Linked DNA regions of Arachis hypogaea: region 1 is linked to region 2. A link is a contact called in public Hi-C data. All regions are on one chromosome and are shown on one strand. The core of a region is the stretch at or near the end of the contact, and the rest is flanking DNA. Distances in the headings are between cores, read along the strand shown.

The links. Hi-C and Micro-C count contacts between places; a contact is called where the count stands out from the background.
Region 1: a contact with region 2 is called in a Hi-C map of an unstated tissue, with 2.5 times the contacts expected there. The contact joins the enhancer-like site here to the promoter of LOC140174691 in region 2. A contact is called at or near these places in 3 of 8 Hi-C or Micro-C datasets (leaf and an unstated tissue).

Annotation. Positions count from the first base shown.
Region 1 is chr8:27,873,539-27,880,174 of arahy.Tifrunner.gnm2.J5K5, reverse strand. It overlaps LOC112706744 (phototropin-1), which reads left to right. Exons shown (of 25, transcript XM_072200944.1): 16 at 1-61; 17 at 171-274; 18 at 352-401; 19 at 645-751; 20 at 866-1,000; 21 at 1,086-1,137; 22 at 1,449-1,561; 23 at 1,684-1,824; 24 at 2,085-2,178; 25 at 2,261-2,787. The coding sequence ends at 2,174. Among protein-coding and RNA genes, the nearest start is that of LOC112706744, 10 kb to the left of the region's middle. Within about 2 kb of position 2,219, at least 2 of the 3 cell types and tissues checked have open chromatin away from gene starts, as enhancers often do.
Region 2 is chr8:27,835,428-27,842,604 of arahy.Tifrunner.gnm2.J5K5, reverse strand. LOC140174691 (replication protein A 70 kDa DNA-binding subunit C-like) reads right to left here and starts at 5,667. Exons shown (of 9, transcript XM_072200183.1): 1 at 5,518-5,667; 2 at 5,136-5,403; 3 at 4,953-5,025; 4 at 4,735-4,847; 5 at 4,561-4,645. The coding sequence starts at 5,667.

The sequences.
Region 1 (6,636 bases), core at 970-3,469, 41 kb before region 2:
GAGAGAAATCCTTGACATGTTGGACCATCCTTTTCTACCTGCACTATATGCTTCCTTTCAGGTTTGATGCTCACATATCACTTTCAAATTAGAAAAACATAGTAGTCCTCATTATTTTTAACTATATATAATGAATTTGTCAAAATCATTGGAACTTGATTGATTTGCAGACCAAATCACATGTTTGTTTGATAACTGATTACTGCCCTGGTGGAGAACTGTTCCTGCTTCTTGATCGACAGCCAACAAAAGTTCTTAAGGAAGAGGCTGCCAGGTATAATAATATTATGCTACTGCATGCACATGACTCCTACTTTCCTCTAACTGACATTAAGTTCTCAATATTCATAGATTTTATGCTGCTGAGGTAGTGGTTGCATTGGAGTATCTTCATTGTCAAGGTAGGTTATTAGTCATTCGTATGGCCTAACAATTTTAATTATTAACCCATGAAATACAACTTAGGAAGTACAAGACTGACAAAATGTTTCTCTAAATCCGGTATGAAGTTAACAAGCTGCAATAACTGATCAAAGGATGCTGCTTTGTTATCACAACATTTAGTACTTGGGAAGAAGTATTGCCTACAAAATTTTCTGATGTGTGTCTTAAGTGAATTTGACATCCTTTATGAAATTTTGCAGGAATAATATATCGGGATTTGAAGCCAGAAAATGTGTTAATCCAGAGCAATGGACATGTGGCTCTAACAGATTTTGATTTGTCATGTTTAACATCTTGCAAGCCACAGGTATCTCTGAGATGAAACTTCATATAATGCAGTAGTTTTTAATTATTATAAGCAATACTTATAACTCAACCACTGATAACAATTTTGTTTATGTCTGATTTATACTTGTTGCAGCTGCTTCTACCAGCCACGGATGACAAGAAAAAAAAGAAGAAAAAACAACAAAAAGGTCAACAGGTTCCGGTGTTTATGGCTGAACCCATGAGGGCATCAAATTCTTTTGTTGGCACAGAAGAGTACATAGCTCCGGTTTGTTATTTCTTGACATATTCTAATGAGAATAAAATATTTTTTTCTTTTTCTATTCTGGATATTGACAGTTACACTTGTGCAGGAAATTATATCTGGTTCAGGCCACACTAGTGCTGTGGATTGGTGGGCTCTTGGTAATTTTTAATTTTCATACCTAAGATTTTAGGCACAAGTTAGCATCCATAATTGGCTTTGTTATTATTGTGTTTAATCCTGTTCCTATGTCACCTTTTGTTTTGGCCTTTATTTATTTTCAATTTATCTATACACATCCCGTTTTATGCTTTGGACATTATTATAGATTAAAAAAAGTTATCAATAGGCAATTCAAATGCTAAATAAATAAATAAAATCTTGAACTTATATATTGCATGTAAGATAATGTTAACACTACTTAACACGTTGTGTTTAATTGACATTAACTAAGTTGCGTTATTCTTTTCAGGTGTTCTTCTATATGAAATGCTTTATGGGTATACACCATTCAGGGGAAAGACAAGGCAAAAAACATTTGCAAATATTCTACACAAGGATCTTAAATTTCCCAAAAGCAAACCAGTGAGTTTTTTCTTCTAATTACATTTGATGAAATCCTCCAATCCGATCCTTGCTAGTTTATGTCAAATTCAATAAGTAATTGATAATGATGTTTTAATATGCTAAAACTACTCTTAATGCAGGTAAGTCTCCAGGGAAAGCAGCTAATTTATTGGTTGTTGCAAAGAGATCCCAAAGATAGATTGGGTTCACAAGAAGGAGCAAATGAAATTAAGCGTCATCCATTCTTTAAGTCTGTTAATTGGGCATTAGTCCGGTGCATGGTAACACATACACTAAACCTAATTAATTAATTACTATTTTGATTAGTAAAATATTTATTATTATTATTATTATTATTATTATTATTATTATTATGGTAATGCTATTATGTTAGAAAGACAAAAAATAATCAATCTAAACAATATTTTATATAATATTTATTTATTATAAAGTACATTAAATAAAACAAAAATAATAAATTTTGACTGTTTTTTTTTATTAATTATTTCTATTATTATTATTATTATTATTATTATGACAGACACCTCCTGAGCTTGATGCTCCTCTCTCTCTGGAAAATGAAGTCAAAGTGGACCCTGAATTGGAGGATCTGCAGCTAACTGTTTTCTGAAAAGGTGCCTCACTCTCTCCCTCCCATTTGTTAACCTAATGACTACCCAATTATTAATTAATATTTTTTTTATTATTATAATGCAGGTTAGGGGATGTAGTTAACAGTTAACTAGTTATGTCGCTTTCGAGGGACACATGGTGAAACTATTTACCCGTTTTATGAGTAATTGAAGGAATTTCGGTCCCTTTTCTTAGTGGTGCATGCAGTGTCTGATGCTTTTCATCGTAATCTAAGAATGGAGATCCCGCAAACATTTTTGAAAGTTACACTCTAGTCTAGAGCAGAAACTCTTGTATGATTTTGTTGTTATTTATCTTTATTAGTAATACTCTAAATTGGTCCCTTTGGATAAATTAGTTTTTAGCAAAAATTTAACAAATTGATCTCTGCTTAATGATTGATTTGTTAAATATTTTTATTAGAGATTAATTTATTCGATACAAATATTGTTAAGGATCAATTTGGTGTTTTTTTTTTTTTTGAGGAGGGAGAGAGATTTTGTATGTGTGCTTATATTACAAGACTTTTGTATAATTTTAGAATAATATTTTCATTGATGTAAATAGGTTATGTATGCATAATAAAAAAATGCTTTTTCTATTTTCCAAAAGCATTTGTTTTTAATTTTAACCATTTTTTTATTTTTTTGGTTTGATATTAAACTAGTATTGTTGAGTTTAAATTTGATGTATTAATAATACTTAAGTTTTATATGATTATTTAATAAGATTTATGTATTTAAATAATATATTTTAAAATTAATTATTTTTTTAATTTGACAATATACATAATTGATTGTATGTATAAAAATTAGGAAAAGTCTAGAGGATAGCAACTTTCGTATTTTGTGGCCAGTACTTAACCATCAAAAGAAAAGTGAGTGATCTCCTACCATTAGATATAATCTCACAGCATTAAAAACACTATTAATAGCCAATTAATAGTTACAAAACACAAAAATTACTTACCCCTAGCACTCCTCTAAAAGTTATATACACTGACACAAAAATTAAATTTTATTATTTTTATATTAAGCAATAGTAAACAGATAAAAATGTCTACACATGTTTAAATCCATATCATAACATCATTTTTATAGGAGCTAATAGGAAAATGTTATTATTCTAAATATTTGTACAAAAAAATTATAGAGATCAAAATTAGAATTCACAAGATTTATTACAAACAAGTTCAATAAAAGAAAAAATAATATCACTAAAGATATATACATGAGACAAGGAGGACCATTGACTTAATATTTAATAACTTTCGCGGTACATAGAATATAAAAAAATATCTAAAATAAAAATGAAAAACTTATTCTTACTATATATTTTTATATTTTGATGGGTAAATAGAATAATATATTTTAAAAATTTAAATTCTAAAAATGTCTTTAGATTTATCTTTTTTTTAATTGATTTTTATTTTCCAAATTTTTGTGTGTGTGTTTTTTATGTGTGTTAAAGCATGTTAGTCTTACCATCGAAATTTGGAGTTAGGATGGGCTTAATCACTTGCTCAATTTGAAAAAAAAAAGTACAGATCATTAAATAAATAAAAAAACGAATGGATAATAATAAAAGAGAAATTCTCCACATACAAGCATTTTTTTATACAAGTCTTTATAAGTGCGCTTTTTTTTTCTTTTTGCGCACGTTTTTCTTCTTCTTCTTCTTCTTCTTCTTCTTTTCTTTCGTTTCTTGCCTTCTCTTTCTCCTTCTTCAACCATTACTGCACGTTTTCACTGCACCTTCATTTTCTTCTTCTTGCTGCACGTTCTTCTTCCTCTTCCTCTTCTTCTTCTTCTTTTCTTTCGTTTCTTGCCTTCTCTTTCTCCTTCTTCAACCGTTATTCATTGCACCTTCTTCTTCTTCTTCTTGCTGCACGTTCTTCTTCTTCTTCTTCTTCTTCTTCTTCTTCTTCTTCTTCTTCTTCTTCTTCTCCTTCTTCATTTACGTACTTTTCTCTCTGTTTTTTTTCTTTGTTATTCTCGATTTCCATTGTTTTTTTGACATCAAGCTCTGAAATTGTTTTTGAAGAAGAAGAAGCAGCAGAAGATGAGGAGGAGGAAGAGAAAGAGTTTTGAATTATGCATAAGGTGTACTTCAACGAATTTTGGGTGTATTTCTTAAATTCTTTGGGTGTAGTTTTTGTAATCCTTTGGGTGTATTTCTGTAATCCTTTGGGTGTATTTCTATAATCGTTTGGGTGAATTCCTATAATCCTTTGGGTGTATTTCTGTAATCCTTTGGGTGTATCTCTGAAGTTCCATTATCTTCAAATTTGGCAAGAAACTCGTTTTCACGAAGGAAGAAAAAGAAGAGTCGTTTATAATGCATGGTGAGTAGCGCACTTTGGAAACAGGAAGTGGTTGAATAACGTACGTTTATTTACTCTTAAATGTGGGAGTGTAATGCGTGTTTTTTGTTGGGCTTGTACCAACTTGTAAGACTTGTAAGCCAAAAAGACTTGTATGTGTAGCAGGCCTCATAATAAAATATAACAATATATGTAACATTTTATATAACGTTATTTAAGTAAGAATGGTACATAAGTAAAATATATTATATACTAGTGTGATAACTGTGCAATGCACGGGTTCATGTAATTTAAAGGTCTTTAAAAGAAAAATATTAAGAATACAAATAAAATATATTCTATAAAGATAGATATGTTGTATTAAATTTGAATAATAATAAAATTATTATAATATTAAAATAAAATAATAGAATACAACAATTATTCAATATATCAATGAATGGTATAACATATTTTTTAAGATAATAAAATATAATAAAAATTGTTAGACACTAAAAAAACAAAAAATCCAACAGAAATGTAGTTTATTATTATGGATAATCTTAAAAACATAGATTGTCAAGATACCTATTGATAGCAAAACAAAATATTTACAACATATATAAATTTGTTCATTAATCAAAAAATAAAATATGTCCAAAATAATTTAACATATAGTTCAAAATATCTATCAAACAAAGTTATACATAGGAGGCCTAATATCGTTGAATCGACAACTCTATCTGACGGTTAGGTAGCGAGTCGAGTTTCAAGGTAATGTTGTCCCCCTCCTTTAAATTGTATACTCTACAACATTCATTTCACTTACCCCAAACATCCATTCTCCATCTCTTCCTCCACTTTTCAATAAGTGAAAAAAAATACATTCTTCTCTATATTGGAACGTGGACTAGTGATCGTCCAAATCAAACCATCTCCAGATAGTTTAAGATATGCAGCAAATTTCGAACTTAGATACTGCAATGAATAATTCATAGTTAAGATAAATATAGTATTTTCATACACAATGAATAATAGATTTAGGAAGAATATTTAATAAGCTTGCAAGACAAAAAAAATAAAAGAAATCACTCTTTTGGGATCAACTTACCAGTCTAGATTGACCCAGATCCAAAGCTGCGATGGTCTTTTGATAATAAACCTCTGGAGTGTATCTGGTTCAGGATATTTTAAACATGTTAGTCACCACATTAAAAAATACCGATCTATACCATGATGTTCAAATCCAAAACACAAGAAAAAAAGTTACATTTAGCATTACCCATGGTCAGACAATTCGTTTGTCTCATTACTTTGTTTGTTGACCTCCATTGATAAAGTACTTCCACCATACAAATCTATGAGATTATGCGGATTATCCCCTTCAAGTGTCCCATCTTCATCATTGTTTTCATCACTGTCTGATGAAAACTCATCATCAGATGGTTCAGACCCAAATAGAACCATCACATCAGGTGATGAGTCCTCATCAATCTTGGTATACTTTATATGGAACACTCTTGATATATTATCAAGTGATTCCACAATGAAATAAAAAAATTTCCGAAACCGACATACCTAAATTGAACAGATGCCCCTCTATTGATAAAATAGAAAGATATAATCTATTCAAATGAGGTGTCAGTTATAAGCAACTAATCATTATTTTTTCTCAGCTCCAGCACTAAACAATTATTTAGCTCATCAATGACATAGAACATTGTCCCTAATTCCTGGCCATGAGTTGAAACAAAAGTTGGGAGAAAAGCTCTCTCATCCTATATTCAAATTTCTTCCTAAAGTTAATTCATGTCTAACAAAATATGCTAAAAATGCATCACATAATATTACATAATCATTTAGTAAAGAGAGGTATATATACATTTAAATCTGTCATTATTACCAACTGAGTAACACAAGAGAACAATAATCACGTAAATAAACTGGCATTATAATGAGCATCACAAAAATAGGTAAGTAAGTAAGAAACACATATCATGTCTTTTTGAATGTCCAAGAAAAAATACTGAAATTTTGAAAAAAACAATAAAAAAGAAATTGCTGTTATCTTGATGGATTCTGAAACCAAAATATCTACATAAACATCGAATCATGTTTTCAGTTATTAATAAATGCTGAATTTTCAAAGTCACTATCA
Region 2 (7,177 bases), core at 4,418-6,917:
AAATCCTCTATTATACTTGGTAGACCCTTTTTAGCTATAGGTAGAGCTCTGATTGATGTGCAAAAGGGTGAATTAACCCTGAGGGTCAATGAAGAACAGGTGGTCCTTAATGTGTTTGAAGCCCTCAAGCACCCTAATAATTCTGAAGGGTGTATGAAAATAGATGTTATTGAACCACTTGTTCAAGAGGTACTGAAAGTTGAGGTACTTGATGACATTTTGGATCCTATTTCTGAGTATGAATTAGTGGAAGTTGATGATTCACCACCCTAGAAGACTATGGTTCACACACCTAAAGCAGAGGAGGAAGCCCCCAAGCTTGAGCTCAAACCTTTACCTCCTTCTCTGAAATATGTGTTCTTGGGTAAAAATGATTCATATTCAGTGATTATTAGCTCTTCCCTGAAGCTTGAAGAGGAAAAGGCGCTTATTTCAGTGCTCAGGAGCCATAAAATAGCTCTTAGGTGGACCATTAGTGACTTGAAGGGGATTAGTCCAACCAAGTGTATGCACAAGATCCTCCTTGAAGATGATGCTAAATCAGTTGTGCAACCACAAAGGAGACTCAATCCAACCATGAAAGAGGTGGTCCAAAAAGAAGTAATAAAATTATGAGAAGCAGGTATTATTTACCCTATTTCTAACAGTCCTTGGGTAAGTCCTGTGCAGGTAGTTCCCAAGAAAGGAGGGATGACAGTGATCAAGAATGAAAAGAATGAGCTTATTCCTACAAGGACAGTCACAGGATGAAGAATGTGTATGGACTAAAGGAGGCTCAACACTGCTACAAGAAAGGATTACTTCCCCTTACCTTTCATTGATCAGATGCTTGAGAGGTTAGATGGTCATGCTTTTTATTATTTTCTAGATGGATATTCTGGATATAATCAAATTTCAATGGACCCTCAAAATCAAGAGAAGACAGCATTCACATGCCCTTTTGGAGTGTTTGCCTACAGGAGAATGTCATTTGGACTCTGTAATGCTCCAGCAACCTTTTAGAGGTGTATGCTTTCAATTTTTTCTGATATGGTTGAAAAATTCATTGAGGTATTTATGGATTACTTTTCTATTTTTGGTAATTCTTTTGAATCCTGCCTTAAGCATTTATCTCTTGTCTTGAAACGGTGTCAATAATCAAACCTTGTTTTAAATTGGGAAAAATGTCATTTCATGGTTACAGAAGGTATTGTTCTTGGACATCGGATTTCAAGTAAGGGGATTGAGGTTGACAGAGCAAAGGTGGAGATAATTGAAAAATTACCACCACCAGCTAATGTTAAGGCAGTCAGGAGTTTCTTGGGTCATGCAGGATTTTATAGAATATTTATAAAGGATTTTTCTAAAATTGCTAAACCATTAAGCAACTTATTGGTTGTTGATGCTCCGTTTGTCTTTGATTCTGATTGCCTACATACGTTTGAAACTCTAAAAGCAAACCTTACCTCTGCTCCCATTATAGCTCCCCCTGACTGGGATCTACCATTTGAGTTGATGTGTGATGCTAGTGACTTTGCTATAGGAGCTGTTTTAGGACAGAGGCATAGTAAGCTTATACATGTCATTTACTATGCTAGCCGTGTGTTAAATGAGGCCCAAAAGAATTACACAACTATAGAAAAAGAATTATTAGCCATTATGTATGCTGCTGATAAGTTTAGGTCCTATTTAATGGGTTCTAAGGTTATTGTTTATACTGATCATGCTGCTTTGAAGTACCTTCTAACCAAACAAGATTCTAAACCAAGATTAATCAGATGGGTGTTACTCCTTCAGGAGTTTGATATTGAGATAAAAGACAGGAAAGGGTCAGAAAATCAAGTAGCTGACCATCTCTCCAGAATTGAGCCTGAAGCAGGAGTACAACCACCTACAGCTGTGATTGAGACGTTTCCAGATGAGCAATTATTTCTCATTCAACAGGCTCCATGGTTTGCAGACATTTCCAATTACAAAGCCATGAATTATATTCCAAGGGAGTACAATAGGCAACAAGTAAAGAAGCTATTGACTGATGCAAAGTATTACATTTGGGAAGAACCATACCTTTTTAAAAGGTGCTCAGATGGTATAATCCGGAGATGTGTCCCAGATAAAGAAACACAACAGATTCCTTGGCACTCTCATGATTCTGATTATGGAGGCCACTTTGGTGGTGAAAGGACAACTACAAAGGTCCTTCAGAGCGGGTTTTACTGGCCGACTCTCTTTAGAGATTCAAGAGAATTTGTGAAGCACTGTGACAGATGTGAAAAAGCCACGAATCTCCCTGTCAATCATGAAATGCCACAGCAGGGGATTCTTGAGGTTGAGTTGTTTGATGTGTGGGGTATCAATATCATGGGACATTTCCCACCCTCACATTCAAACAAATATATTCTAGTGGCAGATGACTATGTGTCCAAGTGGGTGAAAGCTGTGGCTCTACCCACCAATGATGCCAAGGTGGTAATGAGCTTTCTTCAGAGATATATCTTCAGCCGGTTTGGTGTCCCAAGGACACTCAATAGTGATGGAGGAAGCCACTTCTGTAATAGATAGTTGGACTCACTTCTGCATAGATATGGAGTCCATCATAAAGTGGCAACCCTTATCACTCTCAGACAAGTGGACAAGTTGAAGTTTCCAACAGGAAACTCAAGAGGATTCTACATAAGACCGTTAGTGTTTCAAGAAAGGACTAGTCTAGGAAGCTTGATGATGCTATCTGGGCATACCAGATAGCGTACAAGACTCCCATTGGCATGTTCCCTTACCAGTTGGTCTATGGTAAAGCCTGTCACTTGCCAGTTGAGGTGGAGCATAAAGCTTACTGGGCAGTCAGGTATCTAAATCTTGATTCAGAAGCTGCAGGAATTAAGCAAATGCTTCAGTTGAATGAGCTTGATGAATTCAGATACTCAGCCTATGAGAATGCCAAGATCTATAAGGAGAGAACCAAGTTATTGCAATACAAGAAGATTGCCATCAGAGTCTTTGAGCCAAGACAGAGAGTGCTTCTGTATAATTCAAGGCTCAAATTCTTCCCCGAGAAGCTGAAATCTCGGTGGTCAGGACCATTTGTTGTTACCAGAGCTTCACCATATGGTCATGTGGAAATATAATAAGAAAATTCTGATAGGAAATTTATAGTGAATAGCCAGAGGTTGAAGTACTATCTTGCAGGTGAGATCGATCGCCAGAGGTCTGCTCATCTGCTGAATTAGCAGAACTGACTGTTAAGCTAGTGACGTTAAAGAAGTGCTTGTCGGGAGGCAACCCAATAATTTCGTATCCTTAGTTATTTTTCGTAGTAGGAGCTTTCTTATTTATTTGATTTTTATTGAGTCTTCACTGTTTTTCCTTCGTTTTACGTGTGTTCTGATCATGCAGCTATTTGAGAACAGAACCGAGCACTCCGAAAAAAAAAGCAGAAGAAGAAGAAAAAGAAGAAGAAAAAGAAGAAGAAAATTCAGCAAAGAGATAGGCCGGAGTGGTGCTGGAAGCGTGCCTTGCACACAAGCAAGACCACGCGTACGCGTCCATGATGCGTGCACGTCACTTGCGCATTTGCCAGATCACGCGTAAGCGTCCCTGACGCGTATGCGTGACCCTGGAAATCAGCATAAATAGGTGTTTGGCCAGCGAGTTGTGATGGCTTGGGGTTGGAATTGTGCTAAACGCACAATCTACATCACGCGTACGCGTCCCTGACGCGTACGTGTCACTTTCACTTTGCCCCCATCCACGCGTGCGCGTACCTGACATGCACGCGTCGTCTGTCTATCTAGCCCACATGCGCATCAACCCGAGAGTTGTGCGTGCGCGGAGCTGCCTTCGCGCGATTCGCACAAAACTGAAAGCACGCGAACGCGTCCCAGACGCTTACGCGTCTCTTGAACTTTATGCGAACCACGCGTGCGCGTGTTTGACGCGCACGCGTCGATCGCGCCGCATTACTTACCCAGTGCGCCGCCCTATTTTCATTCTCTCTCCCTCCCAAATCCTAATTCTCTCTCGTTCTTTTCCCCTTTTATTCTTCTTTTATCATACTAATTGCTTTTATGTCCCTTTCTGTTTTCAGTTTTTCTTTGCTTGAGGACAAGCAAACCTTTAAGTTTGGTATTGATACTTCGTTTATGGCTACATACATGCAGAATACCACCAACCTCCATCCTCAATAATACCTCGGATTGTACCAAAAATGATAAAAGAACCCTCCTATGCAATGGGCATTTCAAAATTTGTTAACAATATGAATGAAAAGACAGATCTGAAAATTATTCTTTGATTTTCTTTTTCAATTCATTTGTGTATAAAATAACATAAACACAACTAACTCAAAAAAAGACAACCTCATTGTTATCTTGAAGCTCTTCAATAGTGCATTTTCTAGTTAAACGCATGAAATCATCTTTCAAGGAGACAACTTTACCCTCATTTGTAATAAACAGTGGCTGGGTACCATTGACACCTTGCTCAATCATACTAAAAAAATGATGGCAGACACTTGTACTTGTTACTCCAGATTAGTTGTAAATAGAGAATACAATAAAAATTAACAAAATAAACCATGCTAACCTCTGCCTGAATTCAACAATTTCAGGAAGATCAGGATTAAATAACATTTGAGTCGCATACATCACATTTTGAAGACCTACTTGACCTACACAGCAATACAGAAAAAGTTTAGCAAAGTTTATTGGAGACAACACCTACAGTAGCAATGAGATGTACAGAAACCAAACAATGTACCCCTAAAGAACTTGACTTTTGCAAGTTGAATGACAACAACAGGCTGCTTCACATACCCAGAGGTAAGGAAATGATTTACTTGATTAACTAGTCCCCAAATAATGCACATCGCACTGTAAGATTGAAACTCAAAATATGACAAAGAATGAAACAGAAGATAAGGAAAAAAAGGATTAAAAGATAAAGAGAAACCACGAGAAATGACTCAATCAACATACTCTTTTGAAGTTAATTCCAGCACAATTATTTTCACAATTTTCCCCTCTTTTGCATATTCTTTCTCTTCTCCCACTGAAGTTAAAAGATCAATGACATTTATTCCAAATAAACATAACCTATTAAATATTCAAACGATTTGTTAAAAAAACTTGAATAACAGAATAGCAAGAAGAGATACACACCAACTAAAAAATCATAATCTTGGGTCATGTTCAGCAGCTCAGAAAAAGAAAATATGTTAAAACAAGTCTTAGGGATAACATCTTCATCAACAGTTACAACAGTGGTTCGGTGAAGGAAAACCAATTTGAATTCATGAGAAGTTGCTCTATAACTACCATGATTTGACACAACAGTAAAGTATGTCATTCTATAAACTTGACCTTCAACTATATGATCCCTAAACCTATTAAGGAGTGGTTTCTTAATTGTAGCTTGAATTTTTTCACACTGAAAATCCAACAAAAGAACAAAATCAGATTAGTGAAACACATAATTTAAAGTTGAAAACTTAAAAAACAACAACTAACACCATATTTAAAAGAGAAGCTAATAGGGGCTAACATGATCATCAAGGAGAATCATCTCCATTGAGTTAGGAACCTCATGGTTACCAAAAGAGGGTACAACCCAAAGCCTTAGAACCCTAACTTTCAGCCTCCAAGCCTTTCTAAAAGGATGCATCTTGGAAATCATATCAAATAGAGGAGGCATTGCAGAAAAAAGAAAGGAGATAAACAGAGTTGATGAAATAGATAAAAATGTAAACAAAAAAAATTCTAAAATAGACAGAGTTTAGGAGGAAATAGAACACAGCAGAATGTTTGTGCATTGAATGTAGTTCACCAACCATCCTTTTATAGAAAAAATCCAACACACAAGGTTCACCTTTTTGAATTCAAATTGAGGATGGAAATGGAGGGAAAACAAAATCTCAGTCTATATGCATCTCCATTCAATGGCATAGAAACAACTAATCATAGGAGAAAAATCTGAACCAACACAAAAACAGGAAAAAAAAAGGTGAAACTTTCAAGAAATCAACAAATAGGGACCAAAAATTGAGATATCACACCATACCTACTACAGTGCACCTACATGTCATTATACCATAGGGAAGACAGTCATCAACTACCCCAAACAATGATTCTACTCATAGCAATGAGAGTTGGTAAATGTGTTAGGTAGGGATACATTCAAAACAGCAGATGAATCGGAAAAAAAGTATAGACAAACATCAATAAAAATCTGTCAGTCACATCAACATTCATGAAATGAATGAGATTAAAACCTCATACCTTGATAATGATTCCCAAATTTCCAATAAAGTATAGCACAACCTTATTATGTGTGCAGAACACATTTTCATGGGAGACCAGCTGCTGGATAGTTTTTTCTTTGGATAAAGAGATATGCTAGTTAGGCAAACAATACCATGAAGCCATTTTACTAGCACAAGGCCATTCTTTTCTCGATGAACCTCTTAAGTTCAGGTCAAAGAGCTGTATGTTCATCCAATAGCTGAAATATAAAATAATTTTCCCCAAACAACAAAAAAATGTAATGCAATTCAGTTGAACATAAAAAATAAATAAATGACCAACATGATATACATCAATTTTTGTCAATCACATCACCACTGATAGAATAGATTAGGTACAAAACCCATTTCTTGATAATGATTCACACAACCCACATGCAACCACCAATTCACTTTAGGTAAACTTAATGGATTTGTTGAACATACCTAAAAAAACAAAGATTCATCAATGAGATTATTGAATCAGAACTGAAATCAGAATGCAAGACTTGAACAGGAAGGAATAGAATTGGGAATGCAAAACTTGAATGGGAGTGGCACAAGCATATTTCTTTATCAAAGAAGCAAACAAATTCATGACAATCAGCTCTACTTCTTTGCATGAGGTGAAATATACAGTAATTTTTGCATAATCAATAAAGGATTGAAATGCAACTGAGTTGACTAACAAAAGGTTTCATCAATATGCAAATAAATCACCAAGAAGCTATCAATCAATTCCTATCAATCACATCACCACTCATCAAATAGATTACATAGAAGAAAATTCTCTAGTAACACAAACAGTAGAGTCATACCATCTTATTGTGAGAAAGTCACTTCCTTTCTGAATGACATCTTAAATTCAAGACAAAGACCTCCATGTCTTTTCAAGAGCTGAAATATAAAATAATTTTTACATAA